2 separate regions of the Pan troglodytes genome follow, and region 2 is linked to region 1. A link is a contact called in public Hi-C data. All regions are on one chromosome and are shown on one strand. Each heading gives the region's core, a stretch centred on a gene start, on an enhancer-like site or on the middle of the called end of the contact. The rest is flanking DNA. Distances are from core to core; before and after follow the strand shown. Region 1 holds the start of N4BP2 (NEDD4 binding protein 2). Region 2 has its middle 22 kb from the start of CHRNA9.

Evidence for each region. Hi-C and Micro-C count contacts between places; a contact is called where the count stands out from the background.
Region 2: a contact with region 1 is called in a Hi-C map of stem cell-derived neural progenitor cells, with 8 times the contacts expected there. The contact joins the enhancer-like site here to the promoter of N4BP2 in region 1. A contact is called at or near these places in 2 of 7 Hi-C or Micro-C datasets (blood and stem cell-derived neural progenitor cells), 1 of 1 datasets of contacts at active chromatin or transcription factors (stem cell-derived excitatory neurons) and 1 of 1 other capture datasets (stem cell-derived neural stem cells).

What each region holds. Positions count from the first base shown.
Region 1 is chr3:40,382,339-40,385,332 of NHGRI_mPanTro3-v2.0_pri, forward strand. It overlaps N4BP2 (NEDD4 binding protein 2), which reads left to right and starts at 1,568. Exons shown (of 16, transcript XM_009447528.5): 1 at 1,568-1,862.
Region 2 is chr3:40,635,254-40,638,247 of NHGRI_mPanTro3-v2.0_pri, forward strand. No RefSeq gene overlaps it. Among named protein-coding and RNA genes, the nearest start is that of CHRNA9, 22 kb to the right of the region's middle. Within about 2 kb of position 1,423, at least 6 of the 24 cell types and tissues checked have an H3K27ac peak or open chromatin away from gene starts, as enhancers often do. A contact at or near this core is called in stem cell-derived neural progenitor cells and stem cell-derived neural stem cells, where this site is marked.

The DNA.
Region 1 (2,994 bases), core at 318-2,817:
GCAGAGTTAATGTTAGCTTCTCAGCAACAGCTATTTATCTCTTGAGATTCTGGGTTATTACAATTTTTTGTTTTTGAAATTTAATAAATGCATTAAGGGGTTTTTGTATAGTGATTTTTTTTTAAGGATCAACATGAAGTCTGTGATTTAACACTGGGACTCGAGACCTCTAAATACAAAATTCATACAAAAGGAAAAATTCCCCTATTTTTCTATATGGATGGTTTCATCAGAAAATTTATCTTCTTGAGTTCTCTCCTTATATATTACTAGTTTCTTGAAAAAGCACTACAACGTTCTCATTGTGAATAAGTGTTCCAGTTAGACCTAAACGACAAAAACCACTTGCCCCAAATTTACACTCTGTTTAAATTTACACTCTGTTTACAACTGCCATAACAACCAACAATGTATCTTCGATGCAAAGGGACACTTTGTCATGAGGTTATTTCGCTTCTCTATTCTGGGAAAAACCACTGCACGTGGAATGAAAAGTAATTGCAAAGGGAGGGGACGGAGGAAGTAAAAAACAGGCAAAACCACCACCACTACCATCACCACCACCACCACCAACCAGAAAGCAAAGGTGAAAAATTTGCGTACCCTGAAAACACTAAACATTTCACATCAGAACCCAGAACAAATAAACCAGGGAAAGCAGAGTTGAGAGAAAAAAAATGGTGCAGGCTTGGGGACGGACTCATACTACAGCGGTTCCAAGAGGGAAGAGTACGTCTTTGCTTTTTCTTGGCACCCGAAAACTCAAGCTCGAACTGGGGGCAAAGGCCAGCGGCTGCGGTTCCACCGGCTAAGGCGCACACATTCCCCGAGCTCAGACCGCACGCTGGCAGGGCCGATGGGGCTGGGCGGCCTCCCTCCACCCCGTGGCAGTCGCCTACCCCTTTGTCTCCCCGTGGGGCTCCGAGGCCGCGCGCCTGGAAGCCCCCCGCGGGAGGGCCGCGCGCGAGAAGGCGGGTTCCCGTGCCCGCCGCAGCGGCCACGGCCCTAGTCAGGCAATGCCGAGGCCGGTCGCTCGCCTCGCCGTCCCTCCCAACTTGCAGCCTGGACCCCGCGCGCGTCAGGGCTCGTCCCAGCTCTGCTTTCCTCTCTCCCCTCACCCCGCGAGGCCGACCTTGTGTTTGTTTTGTTTTTTGGGGCTCGGGAGAGTGCCGAGGGCTAGAAACAGCTGTGGTTTACCGCGCCGCTTATTTTGGCAAAAATTCCGGGCCTGTTGCAATGTTCCCCAGCGCCAAACAGCTCCCGCCTTCCCCCCCGGCAGAACCCGACACTCGAAGAAGGGCTTGCTCCTCCAGGGACCCCCTGATAAGAAAAGTGGGGACCACGGCCCGCTCTCGGGCGAGCCTTGGGGGGTGGGCGACCGGAAGCAGCCGAACCGGCCGGGCAGGGCTTGCTCTCCAAAGGGAGAGCGGGAGCGGGAGAGGTGGGAGCGCCCGCGGGCTCAAGTCCCCCGGGCCGCCGCGCCGAGGCGGAGCTCAGGGACGAAGCAGAGGTCGTGGCGGACAGCCGGCGGGCTTGGGGGGGGCGCGGTGGGCGGCGATCCACCTGGGCGACGTGGCAGCCATTGCCGGCGCCTCGAGACCCCTCCCCACCCGGCCGCCCACCCGCCCTCTCGCGGCGGGCTTCTGCGCGGCTGCTCTTCCCCGGCCGGACGGAGAGCGGCAGTGTCTCCCCGCCGGGCGCGCTCGCCGTGTCTCCCCCGCGGCCGCAGCTGCTTGCTAGCCCTGCGCGGCGCGGGAGAGCGCAGTGGCGCCGGCGGGAAAGGGCTGCGGACCTGCGGCGCCGCGTTGTGCGTTCGACGACGCGGCACCGGCTTCGACGCCCTCTGCCCGCTCCAGAAGCAGGTAAAGGCGGCGGGTGGGAGGCAGGGAGGCGGGTCCAAGGTGAGGGCCCTGGAGGTTAGGGGTCCCGGGGCTCCGAGCCGAAGCGGAGGGCCTGAAGCAGCGGCGGGCGGCGCGGCGAGTGAACCCCCAAGCCCTGAATGTGGGGCCCGGCGCGGGCCGCCTCCGAACTGACCCGCGGGCCCGGCTGCCCGGACGGAAGGGAAGTGAGGCGTCGGCGAGAGGCGGGCCCTGGCGCTCAGCCCGAGGCCGGGCGAAGGCGGGGGCCGCGGCCGCTTCCTTGGCCTCCGAGTGCCTGGCGGGCCTCCAGGCCCCAGACACACCCCTCTCGACCCCCCGAGGTTTCCTCCCAGATCTGTTCCCGCCAGGACCTGACCTTGCGCCCCTCCAGGCGCCTTAGGTGTTTGCCAGGCGGAGCCTTCTGGGAACTTCAGGCCACCTTCCTGAGCACATAGTCCTAGCAGAGCCGTTTATTTACTCAGTTCAAGTCCAGACACACAGCCACTCACACGTTCGGATTTTGGAGACTGCGGGGAGACTTTCCCCTCCCCGGCATTTGTGTGTCTTTGGCCCTCGTCCCGCCTCCCCTGCCCCCATCTGCAACTTTGTCCCTCAATGGGACCCTTCTAGAGCCCCTCTCTCATCGGGACTCTCTCTAAGCCGTCCGTTTGGAAATTCATCCTCAATAGAGTGAGTCATCTTAGCGGGGGCACAGTTTATCTCTCATGCGCTTTTGGTTAAAATAGTTTTTTTTTTTTCCCTCCGAAAGAGAGCTAGAGTAATAGAATGTAGATGACAGGTCAGTGTCAGTGTTGGCTTCAAAGGCTCTTCCTTTCGGCGGCAGTCTTTGTAACTAGGATCTGATATTTGTGGCACGGACAGGTTTGTACACATTCTCGCCATGCAGTGGTTGTAATGTCTCCATGGCACAGTTCTGGCTTGAAGGCAGGATTGGCTGCTTTTTCTACTCGACATCTTTGAGCCAATCAGCAAGGGCTGCTTGCCTGGAGACTGGTTAACTCAGTAAAGGTGGCCATTGGTTGAGCTCCTAGAAGAAAATCCTGGAGATGAACCTAGCCTCTCAGAAAACAATGACTGATTTGCAGCTGTATTAAAAAAATGTTTTCTTTTAATC
Region 2 (2,994 bases), core at 173-2,672, 250 kb after region 1:
TTCCAAGCAGAAAAGGCAGTATTTGCCAAGTGCTACAATTCACTCTAAGCTGATTGGGTTCTGAACACCAAGGCCCTTTTTACTCTCACAATCATTTAAAAACAGTAGTAGTAAGTGGGGTGTTTTCGCACTAATTTACAGGTTCCTCATTTGTTGCTATGATGACCCCCTGAGGCTGGAATTGTTATCCTCTTACAGATGGGGCAATTGAAGCTCAGAGAGAAGTGGCTTGACCAAGGCCCCACAGCAGGTGAGCAGCAGAGTCTAGGGTTTTATCTTTCTATCACACCTGTCACCGTGGTGCCCGGGGATGAGCAGTCACTTCAGATAAACGTCGAGGTTTCTGTTACCAGCCGTCCTCCGGGCCCAGTGTGATTAGCCTACTTTGCTCAGCTTCCTGTAGGTGTGTTGTGATACTCTGTAGATACTTTATTTCCTCTTCTCCCCTAGTTCGTCCAGAAATACAAACTGTTGAATTTCTTTATCATCATTTTAGAAGTGATAAATATTCCCAAAAGGAATGTTATTTCTGCCATGGAGTTGGCAGTCTTTATTCATGCAGAATGCATTCTGGAGTGTTTCGTTTTAGTGGAAAGAAGACATTCTTAGAAAATGAAGACAAAGAAGAGAGGAAGTGAGCCCGCGGGGGGCATGTTCCGATGGGATTGGGAGTCAGGCATCTTTAGGTATCTCTGCTCCCTTCTCCTCGGGAGAAAGCAAGGACCACTGCCTTCTAAGTCAAGCAGACCTTGGTTCAAATCCCAGCTCTGGCGAAAATTCTTGAGGAAGATATTTAACCTCTCTGAGCCTCAGTTTCCTCATCTAGAAAATGGGGAGAATAATATCACTTTCTTCATTGGGTCATTGGGGGGAATTTAATGAAGTAATGCAATGTTTTTCCAAGTGTGATATACATCCTATAGGTGATAGATGATTTTCTGGTGATATAGATATTCTAATGTAATAATTATAACATACACACACCAGCACACCAAAATCATCATTTCACAGGTCTGATTGCTTAGGGCATGGCTAGGTAAAAAGCATATATAACCCACATTAAAGACTATTTTAATACAATGTTAAATGTGTGATAGAGATGGCATCAGTGGACTAGAGAGGGGGAACGACCATCACCAGGAATCCCTGTAGGAATGTGTATGAAAGTGGGCCCTGCCCACTTTGGTTGAAGTCTTCCACCCTGGTTGACTTTGGACAAAGAAAACCAGGCAGATCCAGGTTGGATGGGAAGGCTGGCTCTCCCTGGGACCTGAAGCCAGGGGCCCTGTGAAGAGTCCCTGTTAATTTCATCTTGCGCTGCTGCCCTCTGGTGGTCATGCGCTGTTCCCAGTGTCTTGAGAGCAAGTCAAAGCCGAGCCAGTGCGATTTAGAGCGTGAGCGCGACCCTGTCTGGCCCTTCTCCCACTTCTTTGTTTCCCTGCTTTCAGGGACTTTCAATCAATCCCACCACCTTGGCCTATCCTCCCCCAAGTGTCACTTCCTCCTGCAGCCTAGTCGCAACTCCCCTTCCCCCAAACTCCTTACTAATCAGCAGAGGATGCTCTGGTTCTCAGGTGTGAACAATCAATGAGCTTAGCTTACTGAGGGGACATTTGTTTTAAAAGAGAAACCAGTTTAACAAAACAAAAACTCAAGTCAGCAGGAAGTGAAGTGGCTATATTTTTGAAATGAGGGTCTTTCCTTGTCTCCCAAGCTTCCTCTACAGAATGGAACCTGCTCTTTAAGCAGGCAGCCACATCCCGGGAATGAAATCCTTCAAAGGGAATGAATTGCCTTTCTTCCCAGCCAATTCTACAAGAAACTTTCAAATAGTTTCACTTTCTGTGTTCGAACATAATACTTATAACTGAAAACCCCAAATATAAGTGGTTTTTGTTAAATCACTGGATATAATAAAGGCTGGGTGCGATGGCTCATGCCTGCAATCCCAGCACATTGGGAGGCCAAGGTGGGTGGATCACTTGAGGCCAGGAGTTCGAGACCAGCCTAGTCAACATGGTGAAAGCCCATCTCTACCAAAAATACAAAAATTAGCCAGGCCTGGTGGCAGGTACCCATAGTCCCAGCTACTCGGGAGGCTGAGGCAAGCGAATTGCTTAGGTGGAGGTTGTAGTGAGCTGAGATCGTGCCACTGCACTCCAGCCTGGGTGACAGAGCGATACTGCATCTCAAAAAAAAAAAATAATAAATAATAATAATTTATTTACCTCTCATGTAAACAGAGACAACCCAAGACTGTTATGGCGGCTCCCTGATCACCAGGTTTCTTCCATCTTGTTCCATTCTCTTCAACACATGGCTTCTACCTCATGGCCCAAAATGGCTGCTCCAGCTCCAAGCTTGGTTCAGCGTTTCAGTCACTGGTCAGGAGGAAAGGAACAGAGAAGGGTACATTCTAGTTCTTTAAAGTGCTCACTGGCCAGGTGTGGTGTCACATGCCTGTAATCTCAGCACTTTCGGAGGCCAAAGTGGGAGGATCACCAGAGGTCAGGAGTTCGAGACCAGCCTGGACAACACAGTGAAACCCCATCTGTACTAAAAATACAAAAATTAGCCAGGCATGGTAACACATACCTGCAGTCCCAGCTACTCAGGAGGCTGAGGCAGGAGAATCACTTGAACCTGGAAGACGGAGGTTGCAGTGAGCTGAGATGGCACCACTGCACTCCAGTCCCCAGCAACAAAGCGAGACTCTGTCTCAAAAAGAAAAAAAAAGAAAAAAGAAAAGAAAGAGAAGTGCTCACCACTCTCCCTTACATCCTGCTGACCAGTCCTCAGACATGAGTTCACTGTCAGGTATACTGGGGAATGAGGCAGAGCAACCATGGGCCTTGGTAACATTTGACATTTTATTACTGAAGAATTAGAGAATGGATTTTGGAGACAATCAGCAATCTCCTCTATAAGCCAATGGCTGGCGTTGTGAAAGATGTTCAGACCCAAGAAGGATCAGATCCCAGAACTAAAAAGAAG